Regions from separate parts of the Sus scrofa genome. Here regions 1 and 3 are each linked to region 2. Evidence: chromatin contacts called from public HiChIP or PLAC-seq and promoter capture Hi-C data. All regions are on one chromosome and are shown on one strand. Each heading gives the region's core, a stretch centred on a gene start, on an enhancer-like site or on the middle of the called end of the contact. The rest is flanking DNA. Distances are from core to core; before and after follow the strand shown. Region 1 overlaps CAMSAP2 (calmodulin-regulated spectrin-associated protein 2). Region 2 holds the start of KIF14 (kinesin-like protein KIF14). Region 3 holds the start of CAMSAP2 (calmodulin-regulated spectrin-associated protein 2).

What was found. Promoter capture Hi-C pulls out the DNA fragments that hold promoters and counts their contacts. HiChIP or PLAC-seq counts read pairs in DNA pulled down with a chosen protein or histone mark.
Region 1: a contact with region 2 is called in an H3K27ac HiChIP or PLAC-seq map of alveolar macrophages. The contact joins the enhancer-like site here to the promoter of KIF14 in region 2. A contact is called at or near these places in 2 of 5 promoter capture datasets (fetal skeletal muscle and liver), 6 of 47 Hi-C or Micro-C datasets (alveolar macrophages, embryonic fibroblasts, heart right ventricle and 2 more) and 2 of 2 datasets of contacts at active chromatin or transcription factors (alveolar macrophages and skeletal muscle).
Region 3: a promoter capture Hi-C map of liver shows a contact between it and region 2, with 2.4 times the contacts expected there. The contact joins the promoter of CAMSAP2 here to the promoter of KIF14 in region 2. A contact is called at or near these places in 2 of 5 promoter capture datasets (fetal liver and liver) and 1 of 47 Hi-C or Micro-C datasets (embryonic fibroblasts).

What each region holds. Positions count from the first base shown.
Region 1 is chr10:23,300,239-23,304,851 of Sscrofa11.1, forward strand. All of the region lies in intron 2 of CAMSAP2 (calmodulin-regulated spectrin-associated protein 2), which reads left to right. Among named protein-coding and RNA genes, the nearest start is that of CAMSAP2, 27 kb to the left of the region's middle. Within about 2 kb of position 2,158, at least 20 of the 83 cell types and tissues checked have an H3K27ac peak or open chromatin away from gene starts, as enhancers often do. A contact at or near this core is called in alveolar macrophages and liver, where this site is marked.
Region 2 is chr10:23,176,532-23,180,546 of Sscrofa11.1, forward strand. KIF14 (kinesin-like protein KIF14) reads right to left here and starts at 1,388. Exons shown (of 33, transcript XM_021064497.1): 1 at 908-1,388.
Region 3 is chr10:23,273,585-23,277,606 of Sscrofa11.1, forward strand. It overlaps CAMSAP2 (calmodulin-regulated spectrin-associated protein 2), which reads left to right and starts at 1,718. Exons shown (of 19, transcript XM_021064501.1): 1 at 1,718-1,956. The coding sequence starts at 1,818.

The DNA of each region.
Region 1 (4,613 bases), core at 908-3,407, 120 kb after region 2:
AACCCACTGAGCAAGGCCAGGGATCAAACCTGCAACCTCATGGTTCCTTGTTGGATTCGTTAACCACTGAGCCACAACAGGAACTCCCGGGAGTTTATTTCATTCTTTAACAAGAACATCTGGTTGTTCCAGAACCATTTGTTGAAGTCTGTCCTTTCCCCACTGACTTACTGTGACACAAGTGCCATTGATTTAGGGTCTCTTAGGCCAGACACACAGTCTTGATCACTGTAGTTTTATAATAAAAATCTTAAAATCTGGCAGTGTAATTCACTGAACATTGTTGTTCTTTGTCAGAATTGTTTTAGTTATTCCAGGTTCTTTGCATTTCTATGTAAATTTTAGAATCATTTGTCAATTTCTTAAAAAAAACTAAGGTTTAGCTTAGCTATACACTGGAATTCTGTTGCATCTATAGCTCATTTTAGGAGGAATTGATGCTTTAGAATATCGAGTCTTCCTGTGTAAACACGCTGTCTTCCTATTTACTTAAGTTTTCTTGAGTTCATTTCAGCAGTCTGTGTCTTTTTGAGTGTATAAATTCTGTATACATTTTGTTGAATTTTACTCTTTTTCACATTTTTGATTTTGATTATAAATGGAATTGTTTTTTAGATTGACTTTCCAGTTGTTCTTTGCTAATATTGGAGGAGTTCCGTTGCATTTTGAACATTGATTTTTGTTAGCTGCCACCTTGCTAAATGCATTTGTCCCTAGTACAGTTTTTGTGGCGTTGGGAGGACTCCCTACATACACACTCATGAGTAAGCACAGATGTACGTCTTCCTTCCTGATACAGATGCCTTCCTTTTCCTTGTCTTATTGCACTGCCTGAGACGTCCAGACAGTGTTAAGTAAAAGTGGTGAGACCAGCCATCCTTGCCTTAATCCTGATCGTAGGGAATGTATTTGGTTCTGATTGTTAAGTTTGACGTTAGCTATAGAATTTTCAAGTGTTCTTTAATCACGTTTAGGAGGTTCCCATCCATTCATTCCTGTTTTGCTGAGAATTGTGCGTGTGTGTGTGTGTTTTAAATCATGAATAGGTGCTGGATTTTGTCAAAAGCTTTTTTTTTTTTTTGCCTCTATCAAGGTGATGTATGGTTCCTGATTTTTTCTGTTGACATGGTTATTGATGTCTAACTGACATTGTTGTAATTAGAGAACATACTTTGTCTGATTTCATTCCCTTAGGTATATTGAAACTGGTTTTTTTTTGTTTTTTTGTCTTTTTGCCTTTTCTAGGGCCGCTCCCACAGCATATGGAGGTTCCCAGGCTAGGGGTCTGATCGGAGCTGGAGCCGCCAGCCCATGCCAGAGCCACAGCAACGCAGGATCCAAGCTGTGTCTGCGATCTACACCACAGCTCACGGCAGTGCCAGATCCTAACCCACTGAGCGAGGCCAGGGATCAAACCCACAACCTCATGGTTCCTAGTCAGATTCATTAACCACTGAGTCACGGAAACTCCCAATATTGAAACTGTTCTATGACTCAGCTTGCCATCTGTCCTGATGCCTGTTATGAATGTATATTTCATAGTTCCCATCGTGGCTTAACAGGTTAAGAATCCAACTAGTATCCATGGGGATGTGGGTTCCATCTCTGGCCTCACTCACTGGGTTAAGGATTGGCATTGCTGTGGCTGTGGTGTAGGCTGGCAGCTGCAGCTCTGATTCACCCCCTAGCCTGGGAACCTCCTTGTGCCGCAGGTGCGGCCCTAGAAAGAAAGAAAAAAAAAGAATGTATATTCTGCTGTTCTTTGCTGTGGTGGTCTGTACATATCAGGTCATTTTGCTTGATGCTTTTCAAGTCTTCCGTGTCCTTTGGATTTTCCTTTCACTTATTCTAGTAATTCTTGAAAAAGGAGTATTAATAACTTCACATAATCGTGAATTTCTCTATTTCTCTTTTTAATTCTGTTTTTCATCAAGTGTTTTGGTTTCTTTCAAGACTTTTTTTTTTTTCAGAAGTTTGGCTACGAGATACCTATGTGTGGTTTTCTTTATATTTATTCTACATCAGGTTCACTGAAATTTTCGGTTCTATGGTTTGGTTCTGTGTTTAGGTTCGGTGTTTTCTATGTTTCTGCCTATGGTTTTGGTTCTGTGTGTCACTTCCTGAGGAACTAGCAAACAGTGATCTACAGGAACTACAGCGTTTCACGCTCTGCCGGCAACTTAGGGTGACTTAGGTTCGGCCACTTTTCCCTTTGCGACTAGGAAGCGTTGTGTGGAGGGTGCTCTGATGTTTTATCACATATTGTCTTTCCCAGGAAAGGGCCACCCGGTGGTTCAGCATCTGTGGGTTTGCTGTGCCCCTGGTCATTGCCGTGTGGTGGTTTAAAAACTGTCATTCCTTCCATTTCTTACCTGGCACTGTTGTGTGAAGAAAAGCTTTCTCTTCCTCCCTTCTCCCCTGGTGACTGTCACCGTGGACTCAGGGGAGCATTTTGTTTCTGGCTAATTGTGTTATAGTTCACTGTTGTCATTAGTCTTTTGCATAGCCCTGTGGGCTCACCCTTGGCCAGTGGGCGCCCCAGGGGCTGGCTCCTATATCCTGTAGATGTCTCCCCATCCGCCTTCGGGTCCTTTTTTCTTTCTGTCACAGCTGTATATTCCAGGCTCACGTTGTGCCTTTCCTGTCTCTGACTTGGAATTAGCCATTTCCTGAAGAACCGTGGGTTTATTTTATTGGGGAGATGTTATTAACCAGATCTGGGCCCAGATGTGTTGATTGTTGCTTTGGTGCTATTGCTTCTAGGCCCTTCTTCAAGATAGGGCTGGGGAGATAAACCCATGTAATCATGCGTCCTTACGACAACCTCCAGTGCGCAATTGGACCAGGACACTCGTGCCTGTCGTCATCTTCAAAACGAGCACCTGCCCAGAGCTCCTGCCTGGGGTGCGTCCCCAGCCCAGTGCTGCTCCTGGCCGGGGGCAGTTGCATTGCCTGCCATGCCCACATCATTCTGGCTCTGCTGGCTCAGGCCCACGCTCAGCTGCGTCACCCTGGCTTCACCCACCCGCTAGGCTCTTATTAGGATGCAGGCGTGCATCCACATTGCTTTTGTGCAGTTTTCAGTAGAGACTGGGAGCTCCCACCAGGGGGCTGTGTGCCCGGACCCTCCACGTGACCGCCTGGTTACAGAGGGAGCTTTCCGGCCGTCTCCCCAGCCCATGAATTGCCTGTGCTGTTGCTGTCACCCCACTTGGTTGATGAGGATAGTGAAGCACGAGAAATCGAGGATGTTGCCCAAGGTCACGTCCTGGGCACAGACTCAGAGTTGAACCCTGGCACTCTGCTTGCTGGTCAGTGGTGCTCCTGGAGCGGAGGGCTCCGGGTACAGGTGCGGAGAAGCACTGGGAGGGGAGGGTTGGGGAGGGGCCGGCCTGGGACCTCTAGAAGAGGTATGATTGTGGCCATGAGCGGGAGGGGCTGTGGAGGCGGGATTTGCCAGGGTGCTGTTCTGGGGCTTCTCTGAGGTTGGAGCCAGGAAACGTGTGATTTCTTGATGATGAGCCCGATTTAGAACCACTGCTGCGAGCACTTCCTTTTGTTTACCATGTTTATGTGGCTGCTTCCCATCTGTGCCACCGGGCAGAGCCTCAGTTAAACCTGCCGGCCGACCTTGCCTTTGAAGTTAAGTGTGGCTGGAGGAGGTGACGGAGCTGCTCAGGAGGGGTCACTTCTGCCACAGGTCTGGGACGTGCCTCGGGAGAGACGCTGGGGCTAAACTGGTCTCGCATCTACTCCTTTGGCAGTAAAGCTTCGAATCACTTTGGTTCAGCAGTATCAGTTCTCCACTGGGTTTGTGATTGTCAGATTCACCAAATGCAAGTGACAGAATGTAAACCAGATGCATAGAAGCAGGATCCAGAACTCTCAGCTGGCCTCTTGGGTTACCCAGTATTTGTTAAATTTAGGCAACTCAGTATCACTGCTTTAATCGTTACATGTTGGTAACATGCTTTTTTTTTTTAAATTATTTTATTTTTTCCCCCCCACTGGACAGCATGGGGATCAAGTTACTCTTACATGTATACATTTTTTTTCCCCACCCTTTGTTCTGTTGCAGTATGAGTATCTAGACATAGTTCTCAATGCTACTCAGCAGGATCTCCTTGTAAATCTCTTCTAAGTTGTATCTGATAACCCCAAGCTCCCGATCCCTCCCACTCCCTCCCTCTCCCGTTGGGCAGCCGCAAGTCTATTCTCCAAGTCCATGATTTTCTTTGCTGTGGGATGTTCATTTGTGCTGGATATTAGATTCCAGTTATAAGTGATATCATATGGTATTTGTCTTTGTCTTTCTGGCTCATTTCACTCAGGATGAGATTCTCTAGTTCCATCCATGTTGCTGCAAATGGCATTATGTCATTCTTTTTTATGGCTGAGTAGTATTCCATTGTGTATATAGACCACATCTTCCGAATCCAATCATCTGTCGATGGACATTTGGGTTGTTTCCATGTCCTGGCTATTGTGAATAGTGCTGCAATGAACATGCGGGTGCATGTGTCTCTCTTAAGTAGAGTTTTGTCCGGATATATGCCCAAGAGTGGGATTGTGGGGTCATATGGAAGTTCTATGTATAGGTTTCTAAGGTATCT
Region 2 (4,015 bases), core at 138-2,637:
CCTCATTTAAGATAGAGTTGCGGGGATCTGAACAGGAGCTCTTGTGTTTTACCCCTTGCCTTTTTTTTTTTTTTTTTTGACAGACTCTGCTGGAAGAACCTCCTTCATATCCCAGGGCAAAGAGGAAGAAAGATTTCCTCTTTGCCTAGCAACAGCCCAGCCAATGAGAAAATTCATAGCTTAGCCACTAAAGAGGCCATCACCACCAGCTGTTTCTCACCTCCAAGGACCGTCATTCAGTTCCCTCCACACAGGCAGACCTGTCTCAGGTTCTTTGCTGCCCTTCCCAGATACTGGGTTTTTTAAAATGGAAGTTGATGTAGTGTAGCAACACTACATCAGCAAATCAGTGCCATTTTTCCAATAGCATTTGCCCACTTCATATCTGTGTCAGGTTTTGGTAATCTTCCCACTATTGCAAACTTTTTCATTAGACTCTACTTGTTATGGTATCTCTGTTCAAAGATCTTTGATGTTACTATGACCACTCTCTGAAGGCTCAGATGATGGGGAGCATTCTTACCAATAAAGTATTTTATTTTATTTTTTGCTTTTTAGGGCCACACCCAGGGCATATGGAGGTTCCCAGTTTCCCAGGCTGGGGTTGAATCAGAACTACAGCTGCCAGCCTACGCCACAGTTGCAGCAATGCAGGATCCAAGCCGTGTCTGCAACCTACACCACAGCTCACGGCAACACCAGATCCTTAACCCACTGAGCAAGGCCAGGGATCGCACCCGCAACCTCATGGTTCCTAGTTGGATTCTTTTCCACTGCACCACGATGGGAACGCCCACCAATAAAGTATTTTAAATGAAGGTATATACATTGTTTTTTTTTTTTTAAGACACAATGCTATTGCACACTGAATAGGCTACAGTATAACATAAACATAACTTTTATATACCTTGGGAAACAAAACATTCCTGGGACTTGTAGGTGGCCCCAACAGAACCCACAACAGCTTGGAGATGCCCAGACAGGGAAGCCCTCTTCTTTGTTCTGGGACTGGTCTGTCCTTTCTGCACAGCAAGGTCTTCCTGAACTGCAGCTCCCTCCCTGCTGGTCCCACATAAACTCTTCCTGCTAACACAGAAGCTGACTGTTGTATTTTTAAAGTCCACACCAGAGATGATGGCTCTGGAGGAACAAAATAATAGAGGCTCATTTTTAAGTAAGTCTTACAGAGTTCTAAAATCATGCACAATCATTACCTCTAAATTCGCCAGACTCTAAGCATCTCCCGTCAACCTTTTGACTCTTCCTAATACGGAAGCAAACATAATGGCAAGAAGAGATTCCAGACCTTGCACTGGGCTGAAAACCGGCAGGCTGGCGTTCCAGTTGTGGCTCAATGGTAAGGGAGCCAACGACGCGGGGTCTATCTCTGGCCTCGCTCAGTGATTTAAGGATCTGGCGTTGCTGTGGCTGTGGTGTAGGCCGGCAGCTGCAGCTCGGATTCAACCCCTAGCTGGGAACTTCCATATGACACAGGTGCGGCCCTAAAAAGCAAACAAAAACAAACAAAACGGTTGCCACTTACAGCCGCTTAAAGGATCTGTACGGTTCTTTGTTCGGGGGCCGGGGTGGCCAAGAGACCGGAAGGGTTCTCAGCTGTCACCTCGGGCGGGAAAGGGTCAGCGACGCCGAGGGCCAGGCCCGGCCCCGCCCCACTCTGGGACCCCGGTCCTTCCCGGGGACCGGCCCCACTGGGGCCGCGGGCCAGCCCAGCCCATACTCCCGAGCCGCTTGCCCCCTCTCGGCACCGACGCGCCGGCCCCAGCGCCGCAGCCCCTCCTCGCAGCCCCCCTCCCTCCTCCGTGCTGGGCCCCCCCGCCCCCGCGGCCCCTACCTGTCAGTCTCCACTCCGCACACCCCTCCGCCGCACGACCAAGGTTTGAATACGCGCCCCGCCCTCTGATTGGCTGCCGGGCGTCGCGCACGCACGTACTCCCGGAAGCGCGCTCGCCGGACGCGCGGATTCGAGCTCCCGCCCACCCGCCGCTCGGTCTCCTAGGCAACGGCCGCACCCACCTGGGCTGCGGCTGCAGAGCAGGACTCACTTCCCAGGGCGGGGCGCTTGGGTGGGTGTGAGCGAGGACAGTGACAACAACGCTGTCCAGCTTCGGTGTAAAATGAGCAGTCTGTCCGCCTCACAGCCAGGACTTCCTAGTGCGGAAATGGCTGTTTCCCCCCAAGTTAACCACATTCACACTTTTCTAGGCTCTCCCGTTCAAAGCCTGGCGATGGGAAGTATCCTAAGTGTCTTCTATAGAATTCCTCACTTAATCATGAATATCTTAGGAGGTAAAGGTTAATATGATCCCCAGTTTACAGATAAGGGACTGAGGTTTAGAGTTAAACTTGTGGAAAATCAGACAGGCAGAAGTGATGTAACTAGAATTCCAAAGCCCATGTCGTGAGATATAACTCAGTTTCTGTAAATATTGCAATGAGTTTGAAACAGGAAAAAATAATACAAAAATACATGCTGAAAAATTACCAGATCAGTGAGAGAGATCTACTTAAGCAGAGATTATAAAGCAACTATATATTTTTTAAGGAGCAAAAAGTGCAGATAATGAGAATGATTCAGTGGGAGAAAAAAGAGAAACCAGAGTTGACTCCAACTTTATAGAAAGTTGAATGGATGATAAAGTCCTCATGCTAAAACTCACTCAAAAAAAATTCTAAAATGTGTTAATATTAAGTTATAGAGAAACCATCAGAGAAACAATTACAATATCAGACCTATAGGAAAATGATCACGTCTAGAAGCAAATGAAAATATGGCAAAGGAAAAAATCGACAAATTAAAATGCAGAAAATAAATAAATAAAATACAGAAAAAAATTTAAATGTCTGCATGGTTCAAATTAACACAAAAATGCAGTAAACTAGAAAAATAAATATAGCAGAAGACAAAGATCTCTTTCAGTGTTACAAGGAAAATAAGTTTATAAATAGAATAAGAAAACAAATAAAATATAAAAATTGGCAAAGGAATTTTTCACAATAAAGAATTCGCATATCACAAAATAGATAAAAGGATGGAGTTCCCGTAGTGATGCAGTGGTTAACGAATCCGACTAGGAACCATGAGGTTGCGGGTTCGGTCCCTGCCCTTGCTCAGTGGGTTAACGATCCGGCGTTGCCGTGAGCTGTGGTGTAGGTTGCAGACGTGGCTCGGACCCGCGTTGCTGTGGTTCTGGCGTAGGCGTGGCTACAGTTCGATTCGACCTAGCCTGGGAACTCATATGCCGCGGGAGTGCCCAAGAAATAGCAACAACAACAACAACAACAAAAAAAAAAAAAAAAAGACAAAAAAAAAATAGATAAAAGGAGAATGTAAAACCCAGCCATTAAATGCAAATGTTAAAAAAAATTAGGTACAAGTAAAAAAAATGTTTTTTAGTTTTGGAGCTGGTGATTTTGCATCAAAATTCAAAGTATACATTTCTAGGAGTTCCCTATGTGGCTCAGTATTTAATGGACCTAACCAGGATCCTTGAGGATGCAGATTCAATCCCTGGCCTCCATCAGTGGGTTAAGGAGCCAGCATTGCTGTGGCTGTGGTGTAGGCCTGCAGCTTGCAGCTCTGATTCAACCCCTAGCCTGGGAACCTCCACATGCCATGGGTACAGCCCTAAAAAGCAAAAAAAAAAAAAAAAAAAAAAAAAGGACACATTTCTAATGACAGGACTTGGTAACTTTTTGAGGGCAGGGACCACCACACCCACTCACAGTGTCCCCCCCCCCAACCTCATACAAGGCCTGATATATAAAAGATGCTGAATACTGAATCACCTCGCTGTACAGCAGAAATTAACACAACATTGTAAGTCAACTATACTTTCATAATTTTTTAAATACAAAAAGAAGCTTAATAAATATTTGTTGAGTAAATATCGAACCCTTCTAGAAAGCAATATGCTTTTCTTCTCTAACCTACTAACTGCAAGACAAACATTTATTCTTTTTTTTTTTTGTCTTTTGGTGTTTTTAGGGCTGCACC
Region 3 (4,022 bases), core at 468-2,967, 97 kb after region 2:
ATAGCACAGGATTGGATAATGATTAAAACTAGATAATTTTGGAGCTATCTTGTGGTGCAGTTGTTAAGGATCTGGTGTTGTCACTGCATGACTTGGGTTGCTGCTGTGGTGAGGGTTTGATCCCTGGCCCTGGAATTTCCACAATGCCATGGTTGCAGGGAAAAAAAAAATTTAGATAAAGTACTGAAAGGAGATTGTGCAAGGAGTTAGTGAGTTAAATAAGCTCAACAAAGGAGAGCTGCACTAATATCCACCCTTTGTTCCTGTACATTCATTGAGCAACTACTATGAGTTGGGTGCTATTCAGGTGCTAGAGAGACACTGTCATCCTGGGAATGACAAAGTCATTGATGATGGTATAAAGGCGCAAGGGCTGGGTCAGAACAACTAGGTGCTCTGGGGGCACCAGGGGAGCACCTCCGTAAGAGCCTGCTGGGCACGGTATCCAGAGATGTCACTGAAGGCAGGAGGCGATTCCCGGGAGAGGCTTGCAATCCAAAGGGACAGAAGGAGCCCAGTGGGCCAGGACGCATAAATAATCTGAGAAAATGCCCCAGTGGGAAAACGGAGCAGCTCAGACAAAATGGAGCCATAAGGGTTTGTAGATGCCGGATCTTGCGGTTTGCTTTGTGAAGGGACTTAGGCTCTGTTGGGGGGGCACGATGGCTGTGCCCCCTCCCTAGGGAGGACATTTACGTGAGGAGCATGGAGTTGAGAAAACTATCTCAAAGTCAGGAAACTAATTCAGGTGTGGAGCTTCCCAGATCCTCAATCCTGGTCAAGCCCCACGTGTGACTTGCCTCTACAACCGTGTGGTCAGCCAGCAATCGCACCCATCCTGGGGTGACATCCAGGACTGCATGGAATTCCTTAGGCACGCCAGGTTGGCAGCAAAGTGCGTGTCATCTAACCGGCACCTTGATAAACGTCAGTTCTCCGTGCCTAAGCATTGTGTCGCTAAACCACGAGCGCTACAGCGAAGCCGGACCGCCCCCCCCCCCCCCCCGCCACTTGCTCCCCGCCTCTTCCAGCCGGGTCAGCAGCCGCCGCACGCCCAGGCCGGCCAGGATGTGCACTCGGGTGGACAAGGAGCGCAGCCGCGACCACTGCGCATGCTCCACGGGCGGGCCGGACCGGCCGGGCGGCGGGCGGGCCGGGCCGAGAGACAGCGCATGCGCAGACCCGCGCCCGGCTCCTTCCAGTGCCGCAGCCGGAAAACCGCAGCGGCGGCGGCTGAGGCGGCGACCGCGCGGGCTGCCGCAGGGGGAGCACCCAGCAGGGCTGGCCGGGCGGGCCCGAGCACCGGGCTGACGGCGTCCGCGGGGCGGCGGCGCGGCGGGGAGTCCGCGCGAGGAGGTGCGGCCGCCGGCGCCCGCGCCTCAGGGACTGAGGCTGTCCGCGGCCCCGCGCCCCGCGGCGGCTCCGGCTGCGCGGGGTGGGGGCGCCCCGAGTCCCGGGTCGCGGCCCCATTGAGCCCCAAGGCCGCGCTCGGGCCGGCGGGCTCCCCCGAGGGCAGGGCCGGGAGCGGGGGCGGCGGGAGGCGGCGCGATGGCGGGACGGCCCCCGCGACGTGACCGCTGAGGACGCCCCCGCCGCGCCGGGCCCGCCGCGCGGAGACAAAGGGGAGGCGCCGCTGGCACGCGCGCTCGCGGGAGGCTCGCGGGGCGGCCGGGACGCGGCGCCGCCACCTTCCGGGCCAAGCGGCCTGGATCCGGACCCCGACCCCGCCCGCGGCCGGCCGCGCGCCCCTCCCCGGCCGCCACCCCGCGGCCGGCGCACCATGTGAAGGGCGGGCCGGTGCCCCAAGCGCGTGGAAGATGGGGGATGCTGCAGACCCCAGGGACGCGAGGAGGACGTTCATTGTTCCGGCCATCAAGCCCTTCGACCACTATGACTTCTCCAGGGCCAAAATCGCCTGCAATTTGGCCTGGCTGGTGGCCAAGGCCTTCGGGACAGGTACGTGGTCCTCTCCCTCCCCCGCAGGATGCGCGCATCCCGGTTTTGTCTCCGGTCCCCAGGTCCCCTCCACGCGTGTCCTCGCACAGGCTCAGGGACGCAGTGGGACACTGGAAGGAGTAAAAACGAAGGGAATAAAGCACGTTTGGTCTTAACCCGAGATCCCTCGGTTTGGGCAGGTGGGATATGGCCGGATTCCTTTTATTGGTTAGCAAAAGTGGGTGGTTTGTTTTTTTCTTCCCGGTGAGCGAGATTTTGCCATGTTTTTACATCGGGTGGTTTTCATTTGTGGTATTTTTCCCCATTGTGCTGCATTCATTTCCCCCCCAGTCATAACATTACACCACCGAGAAATCTGAGTTGGTTTCGTTATTACTGGAAGAAGGTGGATGGCACCCAGCTCCACATTGATTTTGACATTTGTAACCATGGCTGCGATTCAGGCTCCGTGACTGTGAGGTGGCCTCTGTGGAAGGGCAGCATTAATTTTTGTTGTCTTTCTGTAAGCCTGTGTCCTCTCGTCCCTTTCAGGCTCTATTAAAGGGGTCATTTAAAACCAATGTTTGGCTTGCGGGCTGTCTGTTGTCGGCTGCTCTTTTCTTTCCGTGTTATCAGGCATGTTCCTTTTTCCAAACATTTTTGGCTTCATAAATTAAGAGAAACAAAAACTCCCTCTTGTGGGATTTTTCTTTTTAATGAAAGAGTTTTTTTGAGGGCACATACTGTTGACACAAATTGTATAGTGCAGCAGCCATCAAAAAACACTCCCTCCATTACCCAGTCTTTGCAGAATAACAGGAAAAGGGCCTCCTGTTGTAATTCCTTAGCTGTTGCTTTAGGAGCCCATGTTGTGGAAGCTGGAGAAAATTAGCTTTTCATTTGGAGATGCTCCCGGAAGGTAATTTCATCGGATGACTTTGAGTCATTTTGTAAGATTTCTATGCCCTGCTTAATACCATTTGGATATGTAAAATATTTATTGGCATTTAGTATTTACAGACTTTTCTCCAGATGTTAAATACAGTTTTTGGCAGTGGGGAGAGGACGTCCAATTTTAGGACCAAGAAATATGTGGGTAAATGGTTTCATTCGTTCTTACTGTTTCAGCATATACAGCTGAGGACATTATCAGGACTGCATGTTTAGTTACCCACCAAATGAATCTCAGTGTTTAGAAAATTGTTTGAATTAGTTTTGAGGGAAACTTCATGTTGCCTTGATTTTATGTTTTTGGCAGCTTTTGTCTTATTTGAATTCTCATGCTGTGATATTGAAGTAGAAAGATGTTCAAGGTTTTAAAACTGTCATCAGGAGTAAATATAGCCAAACCATTTATTTTAAAATAATTTAGATTTTAAAGATTTCTTCGGAAATACATATGCACAGTAACACATGGGAGCACACACCAAGTGTTAGTGTGTGTTTTTGTTTCCTGGCACCCCTGATCACAGCAGTGAAAATAATAGATTTTAGTCTCAGCTTAAGCATCATGCTAAAGCTAATATCCATTTAGAGGAGCAGTGGAAGCTAGGTAAGGATGTAGAAAAGATGGAACATGATCTCTGTGGAAAAGCTCTGTGTACAAAATGGAAGGGCAGAGGGAATCGCAGAAATAATTTTTCTTTCTGAAACTGAGGAAGCTTACAGTACACATGGCACAGCGTTGGCCTAGATTCCCAAAGGGTGCTAAGCAGAACATGGCCAGCTCTGTGGGGACGTGCCAGGCAAGCTTACTGGGCTCTGGACCCTGGACGAACACGCATTGAACACACTTGGAGAAAAAGAGGCGTGAAGAGAGCAGCGTTATCAGTGGAATGTGCTGTGGGCCAGCGCCGTGCTTGGGGCTTTGCATCATGGGGTGCATTTGGGCTTCGCCCAGCTCCATGGTGCAGGCAGTGGGGTCCCCACTTAAGCGAGCACCCTGGTGCAGAAAGCTGCATTTTTAGCCAGGGCAGATGTGAGCTTTGATCGCCTGACTCCAGAGGGTCTGGCGTTGGTGGAGGCAGGGCCCGCCGCTTGTGTGCCCCATGCTTGAGACATGTCCCTACAGCAGCCCTTGGGCAAGG